Linked DNA regions of Mus musculus: regions 1, 2, 3, 4, 5 and 7 are each linked to region 6. A link is a contact called in public Hi-C and promoter capture Hi-C data. All regions are on one chromosome and are shown on one strand. Each heading gives the region's core, a stretch centred on a gene start, on an enhancer-like site or on the middle of the called end of the contact. The rest is flanking DNA. Distances are from core to core; before and after follow the strand shown. Region 1 holds the start of Qsox2 (quiescin Q6 sulfhydryl oxidase 2). Region 2 holds the start of Exosc2 (exosome component 2). Region 3 holds the start of Gpsm1 (G-protein signalling modulator 1 (AGS3-like, C. elegans)). Region 4 holds the start of Nup214 (nucleoporin 214). Region 5 holds the start of Snapc4 (small nuclear RNA activating complex, polypeptide 4). Region 6 holds the start of Setx (senataxin). Region 7 holds the start of Sec16a (SEC16 homolog A, endoplasmic reticulum export factor).

Evidence for each region. Promoter capture Hi-C pulls out the DNA fragments that hold promoters and counts their contacts. Hi-C and Micro-C count contacts between places; a contact is called where the count stands out from the background. Capture Hi-C pulls out chosen DNA fragments and counts their contacts.
Region 1: a contact with region 6 is called in a promoter capture Hi-C map of liver, with 2.8 times the contacts expected there. The contact joins the promoter of Qsox2 here to the promoter of Setx in region 6. A contact is called at or near these places in 1 of 39 promoter capture datasets (pre-B cells) and 1 of 9 other capture datasets (liver).
Region 2: a contact with region 6 is called in a promoter capture Hi-C map of pre-B cells, with 3 times the contacts expected there. The contact joins the promoter of Exosc2 here to the promoter of Setx in region 6.
Region 3: a contact with region 6 is called in a promoter capture Hi-C map of liver, with 4 times the contacts expected there. The contact joins the promoter of Gpsm1 here to the promoter of Setx in region 6. A contact is called at or near these places in 2 of 39 promoter capture datasets (liver and pre-B cells).
Region 4: a contact with region 6 is called in a promoter capture Hi-C map of liver, with 3 times the contacts expected there. The contact joins the promoter of Nup214 here to the promoter of Setx in region 6. A contact is called at or near these places in 4 of 39 promoter capture datasets (hippocampal neurons, liver and pre-B cells), 1 of 115 datasets of contacts at active chromatin or transcription factors (astrocytes) and 2 of 9 other capture datasets (adipose tissue and liver).
Region 5: a Hi-C map of B cells shows a contact between it and region 6, with 5 read pairs. The contact joins the promoter of Snapc4 here to the promoter of Setx in region 6.
Region 7: a promoter capture Hi-C map of liver shows a contact between it and region 6, with 2.7 times the contacts expected there. The contact joins the promoter of Sec16a here to the promoter of Setx in region 6. A contact is called at or near these places in 2 of 39 promoter capture datasets (liver and pre-B cells) and 1 of 9 other capture datasets (liver).

Annotation. Positions count from the first base shown.
Region 1 is chr2:26,236,069-26,238,768 of GRCm38.p6, forward strand. Qsox2 (quiescin Q6 sulfhydryl oxidase 2) reads right to left here and starts at 1,331. Exons shown (of 12, transcript NM_001302956.1): 1 at 975-1,331. The coding sequence starts at 1,284.
Region 2 is chr2:31,669,433-31,672,132 of GRCm38.p6, forward strand. It overlaps Exosc2 (exosome component 2), which reads left to right and starts at 1,283. Exons shown (of 9, transcript NM_144886.3): 1 at 1,283-1,429. The coding sequence starts at 1,308.
Region 3 is chr2:26,314,241-26,316,940 of GRCm38.p6, forward strand. Gpsm1 (G-protein signalling modulator 1 (AGS3-like, C. elegans)) reads left to right here and starts at 1,293. Exons shown (of 14, transcript NM_153410.5): 1 at 1,293-1,480. The coding sequence starts at 1,413. Gm52505 (a long non-coding RNA gene) reads right to left here. Exons shown (of 2, transcript XR_003953775.1): 2 at 1,109-2,186.
Region 4 is chr2:31,973,154-31,975,853 of GRCm38.p6, forward strand. It overlaps Nup214 (nucleoporin 214), which reads left to right and starts at 1,297. Exons shown (of 36, transcript NM_172268.2): 1 at 1,297-1,455. The coding sequence starts at 1,411. Aif1l (allograft inflammatory factor 1-like) reads left to right here. Exons shown (of 6, transcript NM_145144.1): 6 at 1-289.
Region 5 is chr2:26,379,323-26,382,022 of GRCm38.p6, forward strand. It overlaps Snapc4 (small nuclear RNA activating complex, polypeptide 4), which reads right to left and starts at 1,331. Exons shown (of 23, transcript NM_172339.4): 1 at 1,227-1,331.
Region 6 is chr2:29,123,661-29,126,360 of GRCm38.p6, forward strand. Setx (senataxin) reads left to right here and starts at 1,332. Exons shown (of 26, transcript NM_198033.2): 1 at 1,332-1,889; 2 at 2,192-2,303.
Region 7 is chr2:26,443,769-26,446,468 of GRCm38.p6, forward strand. Sec16a (SEC16 homolog A, endoplasmic reticulum export factor) reads right to left here and starts at 1,448. Exons shown (of 30, transcript NM_153125.2): 1 at 1,307-1,448. 0610009E02Rik (RIKEN cDNA 0610009E02 gene) reads left to right here and starts at 2,156. Exons shown (of 3, transcript NR_152209.1): 1 at 2,156-2,432.

The DNA of each region.
Region 1 (2,700 bases), core at 81-2,580, 2.9 Mb before region 6:
CCCAGCTCCCTCCACCTCTGATTCCAGCTGCAGGGAATCCAAAACCTCTGCCTTCCAAGGGAAACTGCACTCACCTGCACACACCCACGCCCATGTAATTCAAAACAAATTAAGTATTAAGAAGAAAGAAAAAGAAAACTTACGACCCAAGAGAACAATGTCATTAGATTCTACATAAGGACCAAAGCAGAGGTCAATGGATTCAAGGCCAGCCTGGACAACGTCATGAAACTGTCTCAAAAAAATAAAAAAATATAAGTCAAAGTGCCCCAACAATGAGGAAAGAGAGGGTAAACATTTTAAAATAGTCATCTGCAATTGCGTACTTGGAAAAAGGGCTTCTTTGCAAATCTGTTTAAGAAGAACACAGCAGTGTTCAACATCAGACCTAAAACCAAAGGTGCAGGAAAAAGAGTAACAATTTGTTGTCTTGCCCTGAGAGATCTGTAATTAGAGGTTAGTTCAACAGTTGTAAGCCAGTGAAGCCAAATGTAAGCCAGTGCTGGGAAGGCCACTTAAATTCCATTTACAGGAGCTGCTCCAAGGGGTCTGAGTTCTACAAAGGTGAGTAACTAAACATATATGGGAAGATTTCCTGAAAGCTATGGCTAGTGACCCAGAAGCCCAGCAAGAAGACGCTTTGTAAACTTTCTGCTGTTGCAGAGCAGTCCCCAGAGTGGGTATCTAAGTTTCTCAGCCCAATGCCCACCATATGGTCGGCTACCTAGCAAACGAGGCTGAGGTTTGACAGGAATGGGGACCTTCCTGAGTGGAGAGGGTAGCCTCTGAAATGCAATTGCTGGGTATGGGGAAAGTCAAACTGATCGGGTAGTGGCTAGGATAAGTGGTTGGGGACATGTTGAAGTCGGTGTTCTGAGCTGGCGACCTCAGGAAAGCCATCGGCCCCATCTGTGGGGCTTCGCCCACGTAGCTGTTGCGTCGGAGGAACGTCCACCGGCGCGCGGGGCCCTCACCTCGCACGTCCGCCGCCAGCGCTCGCCAGGTGGGTGCGTAGCCGATGCAGTGGCCGCACCACGACGAGTGGAACTGCACCAGCCACGCGGCTGAGCTGTTGCCCGTGGCCGACCGCACGCTGCCGCTGTCCAGCAACCACACGGCGTCTGAGCCCTCGCGGTAGAGCCGCGCCCCGCCGCCCTCCCGGGGCCCCACTGCCGCCACCACCGCCAGCAGGAAGAGCAGCCGCGGCAGCCGCGCGGCTCGAAGAGACGGTGGCTGCCGCGCATAAGCTCCTGGATCCCGCGCCACAGCCCGGGCGGCAGCCATGTTGGGAGTGCCGCCGGCGCGTTGACCTTTCACCCTGGCAACCGGCGTCACGTGCTTGCGCGCGCCGGTCCCGCCCTAGGCACTAGCCCCGCCCCCGAATCCGCTAATCTTCCCAGGCACTACTCTTCGTTCTCGCCCCGCCCTCGTAATTTGACCCCCCTCCCCAGCACTGGTCATTCCAGGTCCCGCACAGCTCGCTTTTTTGCTCCGCCCCCGAACATTGTTCCCGCCCCAGAATGTAGGCCCCGCCTCATTCCTTAAGTCTGCTCCGCCCCTGTGCTCCTGGCCCCGCCCCTGCCTCTGGTCATTGGCCCTATCCCAATTAAAAAAAACTCTTAAAAATCTTAAAACCCGCAAGCAATTTTCACCTAGTGAAAGTCCTGGGCCTAAGTAGCCAGATTTAGCAAGGGGAAATAGCCCGTGCCATGTTGAATGTTGAGTAAACACCAGGCCAAGATTTTCAGTCTGAAATGCAGATTTAATAGGACAAAAACAGATCGAAAAAATATTTGCTATATGCCTGTATTTCTTATGTAGCATGAATCCTAGATTTTACATGCAACCTATGATTTTACCTGTCAACTTCAAACATCCACGATGATCCCTTGACCTTTTTATAACCCACATGATACAGTAGAACCACCTGGTAAAGTTGGCTGGCTTCCTGCTAAGATGGTAGAAAGGAGAGGTAGACCTGACTCTTCTTTTTTAGACAGGGTTCTAAGGCTGGCATGGAGTTCACTATGTGCCTGAATCTGTCCTCCTGCCTCCCTGGACTGGGATTACACATGTGCACCACCATGTCTGGCTTCTCCAATCACTCAGTCTACTTTCCTATGCTAATGTTCTGCTTTCTCCAAACACTAGAGAGAATATGTAATCTCTTCTACTTCCTGTTTGTCTACCTGATCTCTCACTGTACGGTTTTTCCTACTTCACTCCCTGTCAACTGGTCTCTTGTTCTTCCTCTTGACCTATTTAATATTGTTTACAATAAACCAGGCGTGGTGGCGCATACCTTTAATCCCACCACTTGGGAGGCAGAGGCAGGCAGATTTCTGAGTTCGAGGCCAGCCTGGTCTACAGAGTGAGTTCCAGGACATCCAGGGCTATACAGAGAAACCCTGTCTTGAAAAGCCTATCTATATCTATATCTATATCTATATCTATATCTATATCTATATCTAATCTATACTGTTTACAATAAACAGAAAGCTCATGGATTAAAGGTGTGTGCTAAGGGCTGAGCCACACCACAACTAGAAACCGGTTTTATTCTCAGTAAATAACACAGTCTTGGGGTTTACATTGTGATCAAATATCCTGCAACAGGGAGACATGGTTGGGAGACAAATACAGAGAAGCTATTTGATTTTTAATGGTCACCAGAGGATGAATAAGCAGGACAAGGGACCA
Region 2 (2,700 bases), core at 33-2,532, 2.5 Mb after region 6:
AAGGGGGAGCTTATTCAGCAGCAATTCAGAGGCTGAAAACATTTTAGGCCTAGATAAGACTGTACAGAGTCTAGAAGCTTCCAGAACTAGACCTAGGTTAGCAAACAAAGACAGTAAACCTCCCAGTCAACAATTACAACAGGAAAATAAAAGTTACATTTATGCCTCCCTACAGACTTGCTTGTCACATGACTGTTTACAACAGTCATCTTTCAGCAGACACATGTCATCACTCAGAAGAGGTCCTTACTAAAGCACATTAGAGCCATAGGGCAGTAGGTGAGGACAGCACCTAAGGGGCTAGAAGACAAGGCCCACGAGGAGCAGTATTCAGAGGGTTCTAGCTTCTCCTCAGATGGTGTTTCCTGTAAATCCCGGTCCTAAATCTATAGTCTACAAAATATTAGATTATAGTGGTTTTGAGTTGGATGCCAAGGTTCATTTCTCAATCTCTAGACTTGCCAACAATAAATAAAATGATGAAATGGAACAGTTTGGGTAAAAACTCATACAGTTTGGTATGGCAGCTTACACCTGTAATCCCAGCTCCTGGGAGGTGGAGGAGGAGGAGTTCAAGGATACCCTGGGTTACACAGCTAGTTTGAGACCAACCTGGATGACATGAGGCACTGTCTTTAAAAAATCCTACACCTGGAATGGAGAGGTGGTTCAGAGGTTGAGAGTACTGGCCACATTTCCAGAGGACTTGGTTTCGTTTCCCAGCACCCACATAATGGCTCACAAACTTCTATAATTCCAGTTACAGGGACTCCAACATCCTCTTTTGTCCTCTTGGGCATCAAACACCACTACCACTACCACTACCACTACCACTACCACTACCACTACCACTACCACTACCACTACCACTACCACTACCACTACCACTACCACTACCACTACCACCACCACCAAACCCACAACCTACACAAACTCACGTAATCGCAGCATTTGGGAGGTGGAGGCATGAACATCTGGACCTCAGCAAGGTTATCCTCAACTATACAGAGTTTGAGGCTAGCCCTACACGGGGTCGTTCCTCTAAAACAAACACAAAACTGACATCCAAACACCAAACCAAACTAATGTCATATTCCCTTACGACATGAGAATTCATCATTCCGCAGGTGCTTTCTTGCCAATAGTAAACATGGCAGCTTGGTGCCCTCACTTCCACGAGTTAACTTAATATTGCCAATACTCAACATGGCTGCCACACTATCCATTCCCATTGGTCGCTTCTCTGAAGGAAGGCGGGAGTTGAGGAGCGGTGTAGAGCTGCGCCTGCGCAAGTCATTGGCGCCAAGATGGCGTTGGAGATGAGGCTCCCTAAAGCTCGCAAACCTCTCAGTGAGAGCTTGGGCCGCGACTCTAAGAAACACTTGGTGGTGCCGGGGGACACGATCACCACGGACACAGGCTTCATGCGGTACGTGAGGATTTGGGGGTCCCAAGGCCTCAGGAGGCGGCTGCAGAGCTCTCTGCACGTGGCCCGCTGTCCCGGAACCCAGGCCTCCTGTCCCGTTGTATCTAAGTCCCCGAGTTACCCGGGACACATCGGAGCATCCATACTAGTTCCCTCCTTTGCGAGCCTCACGCTTCTGACTCCCGGCATCTTGGCTGCACCTTTGTCAGTTCCTGATTCCCTCTTTTGATCTATGGCGTTCGGAACTTTTGGACCCTTATCCTGAAACTCAAGATTCTTGAGCCTTCCTAGGGAGGGAGAACTGGGGAGGGCTGGTTGCAGGGCCCTTCTTACAACCCTCTGAATGGACAGTGGGGTTGGTCATCTCTTTCAGTGTTACCTCAGCGACAAGCCTGACTTGGAAGCAGTAATTTTGGTGGAGCGGGGGTTGAGGCAACATATTGTACCCAACAATACAAATTTAGCACGGAAAGTCACAACATGTGGCAGTTAGGGCTGTCTATGGAGTCGGACATCTGACATTGTTATCCTTAGTTTAGCACCTTGCTAAGGCCGGTATCCTCACCTGGAAGACAGTGGTGACAACAGGAATTGGTAGGTTAGTGAGTATTAACTGAAAAGTGGGGCAGGAGAGCAAAATCCACCATTGTATTACCACCAAAGATAAATCTGCATTAGGTAGCCAGTCTTCCCGATGTCTGTCCGTCCCCCCCCCCCCGTCGTCCCCCCCCCTCACCCCCAACCCTCCAATCTCACTATGTAGCACTGACTGTCCTGGAACTTACTATGTAGACCGCTCTGATTTTGAACTCAAGAGATCCACCTGCTTCTGCCTCCCAAATTCTTTTTTTTTTTTTTTAAGATTTATTTATTTATTATATGTAAGTACACTGTAGCTGTCTTCAGACATACCAGAAGAGGGAGTCAGATCTCATTACGGATGGTTGTGAGCCACCATGTGGTTGCTGGGATTTGAACTCAGGACCTTTGGAAGAGCAGTCGGGTGCTCTTACCTGCTGAGCCATCTCACCAGCCCGCCTCCCAAATTCTTAACTCAAAGGTGTGGCCGTTTGTCCGTTGCACCTAGTTTGTTCTTTCTTCCTCTTTCTTTCTTTTTCTTTCTTCTTTTTTTTTGGTACAAATGAGATTATAGTGTTTATAGTGTTGCCTCTAAGCTTTAAGTTTAAGGTATTAGATGGCAGATATCTTAGGATTCATTCCTTCATAGTTGCAGCATGTGTTCAACATAGCCGGTGTGGTTGGGGTACCAAAGT
Region 3 (2,700 bases), core at 43-2,542, 2.8 Mb before region 6:
AGTCTGACACCAAGTGGGTCATAGCAGCCTCCATGTGTATGTTGTATCCTTTGAAGGCAACCAGGAAGCGCCTGCATTCCAGAGCCAGGGTCTGCTAGGGACCAGGCCCGAGACTTCAGCAAACGTGGGTGGTGCCTGGCCAGCCATAACACACACTCTGCCTTAGCCAAGAGAGAGCAAGCCCTGGCTCCTGTGGTCTTAGGGGGAGGTGTGGGGACAGCAGCAAGCTTGCGCCTCGCCCCAGGCACAGATGGTTCTCATTGCTCGCTCCTGCTCCTTCCTAGGAAAACAAACTAGCTCAGGGCCAACAGCCCAGTTTTATCTTGTGTTTGTTTTTGTTGCCATTTTTCTCCGCCTGAAGCCACTGTACTGTGGGCTGCGTCTGCAGGGTCTGTCTGGGGTGACCTTGGCATGGTGTCCCTCTTCAGACCAGGGTCCAGGGGTGCAGAAAAACTGCCAAGGACACTGCCATAGTCTGCACCCTGACATGTTCCTGTTCCACTGAGGGTCACAGCTACGTTTTCAAGAAGATTTAGAGTGGCCTGGAGAGAAGAGCAGAGACCTGGGTGAGTCCCAATGGAACTGGCTGTCCAGATGGTGCCCTGTGGCTGGCTGGGGGTTGGCTGAGGTGAAGGCTCCAAGGCTACTCAAGTTGGATGAAGAAAGATCACTCCGAGGTTCAGATCCTCAGGGTCCTGGGAGAACTCAGAGGAGGGTAGGCAGATGAATGAGCAACGGCCAGCCTCCCACGTGGGCTCCTGGTGTTCTTCCAGTATGTTTTCCAAACGCTTGCATTTCACAGATGAAATTCAACATGAAATCTGGTGGTGAAAGCCCTAGGAAGGTAGAGACTTGCCTAGGGCTGGACAGCATCCTCCCACCCTGACTCCATCTAGGAAGACCTGTTTTCTCCTTAGCCCCAGGAGCATCTGCATGGCCTGTACCCCACAAGAGGTGACAGGAAAGGAACAGGATGTGTGTGTGACAGCAAACTCTCGTGTGTGTGTGTGTGTGTGTGTGTGTGTGTGTGTGTGTGTGTGTGTGTAAGAAAAAGCACTAAACTCCAGGCTTAGCAGGGCTTCCCCCCCAAAGAAAAGGAAACACAGCATTGTCCACACTAGAGCAGGACTCTCCTTGCACTGGACCTCAAAGACAGAGCCCCGCCCACCCCACGGTAGGCGGGACCGCCGCAGTGGTGGCCGGTGGGCGCCTGCCCCTCCCCACCCTCCCTCCGCCTGGCGGCGGTGACATCACAGCTCTGGCGGGAGGGGCGGCGGCACCCCAGCACATCACTTCCTCGGCGTCTCCCGCGGACGCGCGGACAGGCGGACGGACGCGCGGACAGGCGGGCAGATCGGCAGGCGGACGGCCGCAGAGCGGGGCGGTGCTCCTGCTCGGCGCGTCCCCGACTCATGGCGAGCCCGGCCCCGCCCGTGGCCGAGGAGCTCCCGGGCCCGGCCTCCAGGCGCCTCTACTCCAGGTAGTTCAAGGACCGGGATGGGAACGGGGACCTGAGCGGCAGACGCGGGCGGGAGGCTGCCGGCCCAGAACAAAGGCTGCTGCGGCGACGCGCAACGTGGCCGGGGACGCGCCTCCCTGGATCTGCGTAGGGAGCGGTGGGGGCGCGGGGCCCAGGGCCCAAAGATCAGTTTCGCGGTAGAGGGGTTGGGACTGGGTTCTGCCTGCAACCCTGTCCTGATGCCAAAAGGGCTTACGGGGCGGGCACTCCACCACCCGGCTCTGCGGGACCCTGAGTAGCATGGATGCCAGTCTTCGTTATCTGGAGTTCTCTTCTCAAGCCTGACACTGCCGTGACCCGGTGTTGGTGTAGCATGGCCACGACCCAGGCTGTCATGATGGGGCCCTGCCTTCACTAGCTATCCCCAGCCCTAGGCCAGAAGGAGCTGGGCCTGAGCCAGGCAAGTGGGTGTGTGCTTCCCTACAAAGGCATTTGCCTTCCAGGCAGGTTCACAGGTGATCGAGCGGTCTGTGCTGTGTGCCCGCCCACTGGGAATGACAGGATAGTCCTGCCCCTGGCTCCATGCCTCCCTGGTGACTCCCTTTTGATGGATGAGGGTGTTCTCCGGTGAGATGCTGATCCCAGAAGTGGACCAGAGCTGTCAGTTCACTCTGGCTTCAGGTTGAGCTGGACCGGCCTGAGTTCTGGGCAGGGGCTGTCATCAGACCTAAAGGAAGGCCCAGCATCCTTCAGTTAGCTTCTGGCCCCCACCTCGTCTAGCCCTTCCCCATATCTGGGGTCTCCCTGTTAGGGGTCAACCCTGAAGAAATCTACTCAAGTGGGGTGGTTCATCAGCTAGCCAAGCTCTGCCTAGTACCCCCAAAGAGCAAAATGAGGGCTTGGTGCCTGGCGAACAGATCCTTGCCGTCCCGTTCTAATACAGTGTTCTAATGCTGCAGCTCAGAGACAGTGTCCCCATTGTGTGGTGTTGAAGATCATGCCTGAGCCCCACACCCTCCTCCAAGTTCTAGTGCAAGGGTAAGAGGTTTGCTAGCAGCTTCTTGGAGTCCCCTGGGAGCAGAGGCTCTGTGGGGTCACATTTAACTCAGGGCCAGCCACCCCTGTGAGAAGGAGGTGTCTACTAGGCAGACTGCAACGTGTGTGTGCATGTGCGTGTGCGTGTGTGTATGTATGTGTGTGCGAGTGCTCGCATGTAAGAGAGGGAGGTGGACATTCAGAGC
Region 4 (2,700 bases), core at 47-2,546, 2.8 Mb after region 6:
CTTTAATGGAGGAGTTGGCATATATTTCAAGTTGTGTCTGTTGGTTCCAGGGTTTTTAACCTCTCTAGTTAAGGGCTTAGCTTTCTTGGGACATCGGCTGCCTTATTTCTGAAAAAGACCAAATGTAACTGGTGTAACCAGCAGTTTGGGGATTGCCAAGTATGGCTTTGCCCTGTGACTCAAAAGATGTTTGTAAGGTAGATTTGGGTGAGTGCCATTATTGTGTGCATGTGTGTATGTATGGATGGGATGTGGTCTCCTGCAGACTGAAATAAACTAGAGCAATTTATCAGTGTCTTTGTGTTTCTTGGGGACAGCTCTGGGCTCAGTAAATTCAGAAGAGCTAGCTGACAACAGGTACCAAGTAAATGAGTGTGTCCTGGGTCTCCCATGTCCCAGACAGACAGTTGACGTCATCTGATTAAGCCCAAGACCCAGGTCTACTGTTAGCATTTTACAATGAATAGAGGCTTGCACACATGCAACTTGTTGAGAGACTGCATCTGACAGAATGTGCCCTCTGGAGCTGACCCACCAGCTCCAAGTTAGGAACCTCTTTTATAATTCTACTCCAGAAATGTCTTCAACATCAGTCAGTATACGCAGATCTGAATCTTAACCCTTCCTGGCTGAAAGCTATTGGATAATTTAACTGCTTTGTGTGGAATTCTCTTATTACATATTTTTTTCCAGACAGGGTCCCATGTAACTCAGGATATCTAGAGATTGCTATGTAGCCTAGGAAGACCTTGAATTCCTGACCCTCTAATCCCCAAAAGCTGAGATGATAGCCGCGCACCATTTGCGATGTGAAGTGGATATGGCTTATGATCTGAAACGATTGCCTTGAAAACAGTAAACAAAACCGATCTTTTGTCCCTTTTCCTCTCCGTTTTTAAAAGGGTTCTGCACCGGCACACAGTGCAGTCCACCCGCTAACCGAACCTCTCTGTCCGCTCTTCCCAGCAAAAAAGTTCCTAACTTCTCTAAGTCGGAAGCTTCTAAGAGCCCTGCAGGTAAGTGCTACCGGGAAGCATCGAGAGTCTCAGGAAGGCCGAGCGTGCCTCTCTCTAAGGAAGAAAATTAAATAGCGAGGCTGCGCACGCAGCATCCAAAGGAAGGCGGACTCCGGCCCGCGCCTCATGGCCACACCCACTGCGCGGAACCGGCCAATGGGGCCTTGTGGATTGGCAAGCGCGCGACTTCCGAGCAGCCCTCGACTGCCTCCGAGCACACTAAAAACCGGCCTGGGTGACGTCAGTCACGCGCGCCGGAAACGCGCATCTACCACGCGCCGCGGGCGCTGAGGGAAGGAAGTTGAGGCCTGAGCGGCCTGAGCTGTGTTTGAAAGGCCGCGGGTGGCAGCGGCAGCGCCAGCAGCAGCTACTTGAACACCCTGAAGGCGGCACGATGGGAGACGAGATGGATGCCATGATCCCTGAGCGGGAGATGAAGGTTAGAGCCTGGCCGGGGCCTCCCCGCCTGCGTAGTCCTGGAGTTGCCTTGGAGCCTCGCCTCTGCCGGCTGCTCCTGCAGTTCGCAGGGTCGCGATCGCTCGCCCCACAGAGCGTCCGCAGCTCTGCGTGTCGCGGGCCTGAGTTCCCTGCAAGTGCAGGTACCTGTCCTTGCGTGGGTTTGTCCACGCCTTCTGAGTTACCCCAGGTACTCTGATGGGCTGGTCGCCTTACTGGTGACAGCGATTCTTGTTTATTGAGTGAGACGTACTGTCGCCACCGTCGCTGCAGCCCTTACGACCAGCTTAGAAAGAGGAGCGCATTGAAGCCTTGAAAGCAAATGATCCAAAGTCACGTGGCAAAAGCCTTACATCTCTCTTACGATTTAGGCATGGTCTCTTGTAGCTCAAGGTGGCTTCTGGTCTTGGGCTCTTGTCTCTGCCTCCACCTCCCAAGTGGTGGGATTATTGGTGTGCATTACCACAGTTGGCTTAGACGCTCAGTTCTTATTAGCTCTCTATACTTGAGGGTGGTCCAAACTACCTAAAGTGGAGCCAAGAAACACTATCTGCCTTCAAAACCCCTAGTTAGTAGGAACAGGAAGTCAAGTTTGGCACTGGAAATCAGCTTGAACTCATGAGACTAAAGGAAAAGCAAGCGAACCCTAAGTGATCCCCATGCTACAACTTCTGGATACTGTGTTAATAGTTGGCTTATATACTCTGACAGAATGGAAAGGCAGGGGACCGTAGACAGTTGGAAATGAGTGAGTTGCAGGAAGGTGTTAGCCATTTGTGTGACCGGTGAGTCGCTAAAATGCACATGGGTCGAGTGCTCCATATCATGCTTAGAAACAGTGGCTCTTCCTTGAGTCAGCACATGTGCTGAGCCCGGTAATGGGCAAGCTTCATGTTCCTCAGATATGTTCGGGTAGAGAATTTAGAACCACAGGGCTAATAGCAGTATTTTAATTCCTGCCAAAAGCAGAAAGGAGAGGTTTGGGTTTTGGGTTTGTCTGTTGTGTTTGTTTTGTTTTGTTTTGTTTTGTTTCTTTTGTGTTGCTTCATCACACTGGCCCACCACAAAAAAAGCCACCAAGCCCCAGTGGTACAGTCATGACTATTAGGATGATAATATCAAAAAAGATAGATGATTTGTTTCTTTATGAATGGCCAGTGTGGCCTCATGGGGAAATTTGTGTGAACTTTTACCCACCGTATTCAACTGGGATTAAGAGTACTGCTCT
Region 5 (2,700 bases), core at 81-2,580, 2.7 Mb before region 6:
CCCACTATGGCACATCTACCTACACACAAGGAAATAAACAAGTATAATAACTGTAAAAAGCTGGGTGTAGAAGTCGGGTATAGTGACACACGTCTTTAATCCCAGGAATCAGGAGGCAGAGGCAGGGGGATCTCTGAGTTTGAGGCCAGCTTGGTCTACAGAGTGAGTTCCAGGTCAGCCAGAGCTCTAAAAGAAACTGTCTTCAAAAACAAAATAAAGAGCCGGGCGTGGTGGCAAAGGCCTTTAATCCCAGCACTTGGGAGGCAGAGGCAGGCGGATTTCTGAGTTCGAGGCCCGCCTGGTCTGCAAAGTGAGTTCCAGGACAACCAGGGCTATACAGAGAAACCCTGTCTCGGAAAATCCACCCCCCCCCCCCCCGCCCAAAAAAAAAAAAAAAAAAAAAAACCCAAAAAACCAAAAACCAAAATAAAGAAACAAAGAGCTGAGTGTGATGGCACATAATTTAAATCCCAGCACTTGGGGGGCATAACTAAGTGGATCTCTGCATTTCAAACCATTAGTGAGATACTGTTTCAAACAAAATTATCAAACACATTTTCACACCCAGAGCCAGAAATGAAGAAAAACATCCTGTTTGATTTCTTCCTACTAAGTTGTTGACAGCAGTCTTAACTGACTACAACAAAACAAAACAAAATCCCCTTCAACGACATTCCAATTACTTATACAGGGAACGTTTGTCAACCAACTTGGCTAGAAACAGCGGGATCTACAGATGTAGCAATAATCATTGCCACTGGATGCTTGGCCACCAACGAAAGAGTAACGTGTTTTGAGGCAGCAGCAATTCCATCTCCTCCCACAGCATCGCCCACATAAAGGAAGAAAAAGTCACGTTTTCAAGTCCTGAGCTGGGAGCCACGGTCCGCCTTTAATGACATCAGAGACACTTTGCTGCCTGTCCCTTCTAAGGCCTAACCGGGCAAGGCAGTTGGGGTCCAATGCACCCTTAGTGGCTGGATTCGATAAGCCAGGGGTGGCCGGTGGTGCTGCAGCGCATGCAACCGGTTAGAGCAGCGGTTCGGAGCACAGCACGGAGCAAATCCGGTCCTGCATCTCACCAGCTAGGGGACCTCGGCTGGGCTCCGGACGCGGGCTCTCCACTCCAGCAATGTCGCGGCCACGCCACGCCTCGGTTTCCCCGTGCTGGCTGCCCTGCCCCTCCTGGACACAACGCCTGCTACCTGCCGCCCGCCAATCCTCACCTTCTAGGCATCCCTTCCAAACTTCACAGCTGGCATCATCGCCCGGGCGACCACACGCAGATCATGCTTCTAGCAGTCGCGGAAGTCAGTAGGCTTGCACCGGAAGTCCCACCCAGGCTGCGGCGCAGGGCATGCTAGGAGGTGTGCTGGGGGGCGGGGCCCTAGCGAGGCGTTCATCTTTCTCCAGGTTCCCTGGGCTGTGTACTTAGCTCCTGGTGTTCTGGGTTTGGATGAATGATCAGTGTGTCGTTAAGTACTTTCCCGTGTGTGTCGTCCTCGGAGCCCACAACCTGGGACCGCCAGAAATGGACATTCATTCACTAAGGATTATTCTGCCTGGCCAACACATCACAGAGCTGCTGGCTAAGTAGTGGGGGGGGGGGGGCGGGAGGGCGGGGAGGGGGGGGTCGGTCTCACTCTTATGAAACAAAATACCAATAATTATCCATTATTAATTTTTTGTTTGTTTGTTTTTTCGAGACAGGGTTTCTCTGTATAGCCCAGGCTGTCCTGGAACTCACTTTGTAGACCAGGCTGGCCTTGAACTCAGAGATCTGCCTGCCTCTGCCTCTCCAGTGCTGGGATTAAAGGCGTGAGCCACCATGCCCGGCCCATTATTAATTCTTTTTTTTTTTAATTAGGTATTTTCCTCATTTACATTTCCAATACTATCCAAAAAGTCCCCAATACACTCCCCCCCACTCCCCTACCCACCCACTCCCCCTTTTTGGCCCTGGCGTTCCCCTGTACTGGGGCATATAAAGTTTGCAAGTCCAATGGGCCTCTCTTTCCAGTGATGGCCGACTAGGCCATCTTTTGATACATATGCAGCTAGAGTCAAGAGCTCCGGGGTACTGGTTAGTTCATAATGTTGTTCCACCTATAGGGTTGCAGATCCCTTTAGCTCCTTGGGTACTTTCTCTCCATTATTAATTCTTAACAGCTTCCTTAATTCTACTCTCCCTAGGCAGCTGGGTCCTCCTAGTGCCTAATAATGCCTGTGAGTAGGAGAAGCATGGCAGTGGCTTGAGGCTCAAGGCTGGTGAAAACCAAGCCTGGCGACTGGCCAGTTTGTGGGACCTGGGAAGGGCCTTGGTCTTATGGAGAACTGACTACAAGCTAGAAGTCACCTGCAACACTACTGGAGTGGGTACAGAATCATGAAATCAAAGAGTAATAGTGCATCCCTTTAATCCAACATTCAGGAAGCAGAGGTAGGTGTAACTCTGTGAGTTCAAATCCAGCCTGATATACAACAAAGCAAGTTTCAGAACTATATAGACACTGTCTCAAAAAAGAAAATAAGAGTCATATCAAGTCTGGCCCAGAGTTGGGTTTGGCCAGAGGGAGTCTGGGGCATTAAAGGAAACCTGTAGGTTCCTGGTGTAGGAACTTGTGTGGGGCAAGCCTGGTAAGAACTATCAGGCAAATTTCCCTGGGGTACTGTTGTTTCTTGAGACAGTCTATGTAGAAC
Region 6 (2,700 bases), core at 82-2,581:
TAACTGCTGAGCTCTCGCTCCAGCGTCAGACTTGTGTTTCTTACACTCAAGAGTAACTTAGCATTTATGTCCTTTCACGAATAAAGCATGGTATATTGCTGAAGTCTGAAATCTGGGTTACGAATTCTGCCAGGATCTGTATCATCAGGGACAAGGAACTGCGGGTAGTTTCTATCATTTCCCCTCATTTCTGAAAATTTCAGTTAGCTATCAAGAGTCTTGTTTAAAAAAAAACTATCATAAATGTGTTACTTTAAAAACCATGCATACATATAGTGCTTCTAGTTTGAAACCACTTTCTGCAACTTTGATTTTGATAGAAACCTTTGACGAAATGAAAAAAAAGGGGGGGGGGAGAAAATAACGGTCAGCTTCAACTGCCGCTTCCTGATTGGCTAAAGCCCCTCTAACGGTCATCTGCTGCCTTATAAACCACACCCCCTTTTCTGGAACGTTCCTTAGAGCTTTACCCTCGTGCTTCAGGCGCTGGCTTCTCATTCTGCGTTAAGGTTCTCCAGGGTAGGAAGGTCTCTGACCCACCTGCCACCTCTAAGAGCCTTGTTCTTTTCTGTGGCGTTGGCAATGGAACCCAGTGTTACAGTGTGACAGGTGAGTGCTCCTGAGTTACTTTCTTGCACACTTTCCTTTAAAAAAAAAAAAAAAAGGAAAAAAAAAAAAAGAAAAAGAAAGAATGTTAACTTTTAATTTTTGGTTAATTTAGGCCTCCAAATCGCTGACCTCCAGGTCTGGAGTTGAAACCTCATCACACCCTTTCCTTTTTAAAAAAAAGAATTATTTTAATTTTAAAATTTTGGTGAATGTAATGTAGGCCTCGAAATCGCTTTCTGTACGAGGCTGGCCTTTGGGCCTGGATGCGCTGGCTTTAAGCCTTCTGAGTACAGGGACCACAGGCTGCCGGGCTTGTAAAGTGATTTGTTTTTTTCCTAAATTCCGTTTTTGAGGAGGAGAGGTTTTGGGCCACCCAACTGTCCTTTGGGAAATCTGACATGACTGTGTTCCATTATCGGAGCCTGTTCTGGGTCGGAAACGGGCAGAGCCCTCGACTTGGGGCGCCCTTGCAGAATCACGCACACATTTTATTGTTTAGGTTTCGGACGGAAACGTGACAGACGTCGCGGACGTTGGGGAGCGGAAGAGCCCAAAGGGAACCAGCAGGTAAGCATCTCCCCGAAGAGGGTCGGGGAAGGGGCGGGGTGAGAAAGGGGGCGGGACGAGGAAAGGGGCGGGGACAGGCTCCTCGGCTAATTTACCGCTCCTTTGGACGGGAGTCCTTGATTGGTCGGACTTACCCCCCTCGTTCCGGAAGTGACGCCACTCAGCGGTCAGGCCGGTTGTTCCCCGCTGCTGCACTTTCCACCTCCCGTCCGCCCCCATGGTCCGCCCCCTTGGTGTACCACAACAAGCCGGCTCTGGCGGGGGCGGGCTGAGGGCGGGGTCCGCTCTCGCGGCAGCGGCGGGTTGGGCGTTGGGCGTCGCCTTGCCCTTCCGTCTGCTGTTCTAGCGGGGGGCATGGAGGTGGGTTAGCGCGCTGCAGCCGGGCCTAGCCGGGGTGAGACGCGCCGCGGACAAGCCGCGAGCGGGCGAACGAGCAGGAGAGGAGAGCGCGTGCGCGGTGAGGGGCGCGCGGCTTACTGCCGTTGGGAACTTGCGCGCGGCCTGCGGGAGCGGGCGCCTGCTGTGACCCTTCTGGAGAGCTGCGTTTGGTGAGAGCGGCGGCTTGCCGCTGCTACCAAGGGCGGGCAGCGCTTGGTGTTTCCTGCAAGCGAGGCCCGCCCCCGGATCTCTGCTGTTCTGGCATCAGCACCGCCGGCCCTGGGCAACGATGTACAGCGAGGACCCTTAGCTTCGGGGCGAGGGAGGCCTCCCGGGTAAGGATCCGACCCTCTGTCCTGGCGTCGCTTCCGCATGGGCACCCGGACGCCCTCCCCGCCGTACCAGGCGTTGCGGTGTGGACAGCCTCCCGTACGCCCACAGCGGATGTGATCAAGTGCCTATTTGGCCCCTGGAGGAGAACAGTCCCTAGGGAAGTTGGGGGGGGGGATCAGTGTTAAGCCGTTCCCCCCAGTAGTGTGTGGATCTAACCTGACCTAGGTAACTCATTAGATGACACAAGGCCCAGGTGAGATGCATAATGTAAGGGACATTTTATCAGTTTTTATTTTAATTTCAGAAATGTTCTTTTTGGGGGCCAAAGTGTGAATCTGTCTGAATGCAGAGCCACATCTCACAGATAAGCCCAGCAATCACAAAGAGCATCACTTCTCTGTAGGACCTTGGTCAAGGTAATTGTCTTATTAAACAATAACTTCTTTTTTAGTTATTTGATAAGTACTAGAGTTAAAAATGTGGCATAGATCCATACCTTGACATGCCCTCTTCTGGTGTGTCTGAAGATAGCTACACTGTACTCATATAAATAAAACAAATCTTTAATTTTTTTTTTAAAATAAGTCTAATGTGTGCAGTAACCTCTGGCAGCATTTTGTTAGGAATTTTTGGAGGTAGGTCAGGTGAGGCAGAGAGATTAGACTTAGTAATTCGGGCAAATGATGAAAGAATAGGAAGACTCAAGAAAGGAGGAGTGCTAGACTCAGATGCAGCAGAGGAGAGGGACAAGGTGATCCTGAGGTTACTGCTCTAGAGATGGAGTTGGTGTCAGCACTCTCAATGGAGCACTTA
Region 7 (2,700 bases), core at 198-2,697, 2.7 Mb before region 6:
TTTTATTCTGTTCAGCCAGTTATCTACTTTTCAAAAAAGCACCTGTTTCAGTGAGACCTACTGATCTCAGATGCATTATTCATGAACCCAGCTCTGTAGCTCAACTACCTCACATCTCTATACATACTTACACAAGACATTTTAAGTATGACTCTATGTGACTGAGGTATTTTAAACATCCCCTGATCCTTTCACTGCCAGCCTTAACAGCTGTAAACTGTAGAACACAGGGGAACCCAAGAACATTAGTGAGCTCCACTCGCCAACAATCTCCCCCATGGTGACTGTCTGTGATACTCTTATCAGACAGACAAGATAAACACCTCCCTTCTAAGTCAAAATCTGAGCCGGAACCCTTTAAATGTTGAAGAAGGCATTTGCAGAAGAGAAAAAGCTATACACTATGTGAGGAAGACACACAGGAAACATGGACATTCATGTTTGCTTATAAAAGCAAGACGGGATACCAAAATCTGCAAGACATGAGCACTGAAACCCTAGGAAGGGAACGTGGACAACGTGTAAGGAAGCTGCACTGTGCTGCACCTTGCAAAAGGACCTGAAGGAACAGTAATCTGTGAGTCTGCTGTTTCTTACTGCCAAACTCAGAATGGAAAACGCCTCTAGTCAACACTTTTGAAAGGAAATCTTTCCTTCAGTGCGCGACCATCCTACATGCCATTTAAAAACCTGTGTAAGCACAACAGCCAGAGTTATCTACAGGACGCTCCACAGCCAAGCCGACATTTTTCTACACCTTGGTAAAAAACAAATCACGACCTCCCTTGCGACATCCTGCTCCGCCGGCCAAGAGATTACAAATAAACGCTGCTACTCCCTGTTTCAAATGAAAATGTGTCCCATGATCATCAACTTCTGAGGAAGTCTTCGAGCCAACGAGAATCAAATATCTTCAGAACCCAGCAAAAGTCAAGCTTGGCAATTTCCTGCACTTTCTTCGTTTTAAATGAGTTGCGGGCTTCCTCGGAGGTGTCACAGTCTGGCCATGTTAACACACCTTCCCCAGCGGCCAACCAGTTCCCGAAGCCCTGACCAGGTATCTGTCTCCCGTCAGGTCTGGGAAACCACGAGCCCCTTAGACAACCCACCAAGGCGACACGGCCCGTAACCTGTCCGGTGTCTCAGCACCAGGCGGCCCGGTACTGTCGTTCTCCCCAGGCCTGACTGTGTCTCTTTAAATGCGCTCGCCACTCCGGGCTAGGCCCGATGCTCACTGAGCCTGCTTGGCCTCCGCAGCCTCGCCCACCCTCGGGCCTCCACCGTGCTCCATACACTCAGCCCTCACCCTGTGAGCTGTGGTTGGCTTCTCAGGCGCCGCGAACTGAAACCCAGCCGGCGACGGCGGCGGCAGTAGGGGGAACTAGCGCGTTCCCAGCAGCAGCCGCAGCCATCTTGGCACATCCGGCTCCAGGTGCCGCCGCCGACGTGTCCGAAGGAGACGTCAGCGCGCCCCGCCCCTTAATTGCCCCTCCTCTTGCTTCTTCCAGTCTTTCGCTGCTTCACCCATTGCCCCGCCCCCCCTGCCCGGCCCTCTTGGCCGCGCTCCGTACACGTCTTCGGCGCGTCAATCATACCACGCCCCCTTGGGCTCCGCCCCCTCTCCCGTCCAGTTTTGCACTGCTTCATCCTTTTGTTCCGCCCCCCAGGAGCTGCCCCGCCCATTCCCCTTAAGAGCCTTTCGTAGTGTCCCTTTTGACTCCGCCTTTCGTTCGTCTCCAGTCTTTTGCCGCCTCATCTCTTCGTCCCACCCATAGGCCCGCCCCTCTTGCGTCAGTCACTTACAGCTCCACCCCCGTGGCCCCGCCCTCACCCACTTGCGGAGCCAGGAGCGCGGGCCCCGCCTCTTCACGTCGCCCTGGTTACGCTGGTTCTGTCCTACAGTCTTCCTGTTCTAGGATTTGACTGGACAGGATTCTTCAATCCAGATCCCCGGGGAGAATCAGTCTTGAAAAACCAAAGCCAGAAGTTCCGCTGAGTCCAGAGCCCCAGCGGGCCCTCTCGCTTGCCCCCTCCCCATTTTTCCGTTGGGTTCTCTTGGTTGCCGGCGGGGGCGACTACGCGTGCGCCACCCTGCTCGAGTAGCTAGGCGGTCGACTTCTGCGGGCTGGACAGGCGCGTGCGCGGAGCTGTACCCGTTGCTTGGCTACGGCTCTTTGCTGGAGCCTGCCCGGCGCAGTTCGCGTGATTAAGCAAATGCCTTTCCTGGTGCTAGTAGGAACTCTCACCACCACCACCCCCATTCCCCTCCAACCTTTGCTAGAGGAGAGAAGCCAGAGCCTGGAGGCCAAGTCCTTCAAACTCCATTGCGACTCCTCCCGGCAGGGCGCGGCCTAAAGCCCACGGCGGAACGCTGGACTTAGACCAGGGATGTCAGCAGGTCTGTCTGTCGGAGCAGAGGCTCTCCGGAAAAGGTGGGTGCTGTCATCGGGGAAGTGACCAGGCCTGGCTCCCTCACCTGTACTCCAGAGAGCGTGAGAAGGCGGTGCCCCTGCGAAGCCGCCTGGTCAGTGGCGAACCCAGAGGCAGGGAAGGAGGGAGTGTGGTGGAGCTGGCCAGCGCTCAGACACGCAAGCATAGCCGGGAGAACTGAGGGCCAGCTTCATGTCCTCTGACGTGGCACTGTGGGTCACTCTGTAAAGCTAACATTTATCTTTAGAGAGCCAGGTTTCCAAACTCTTT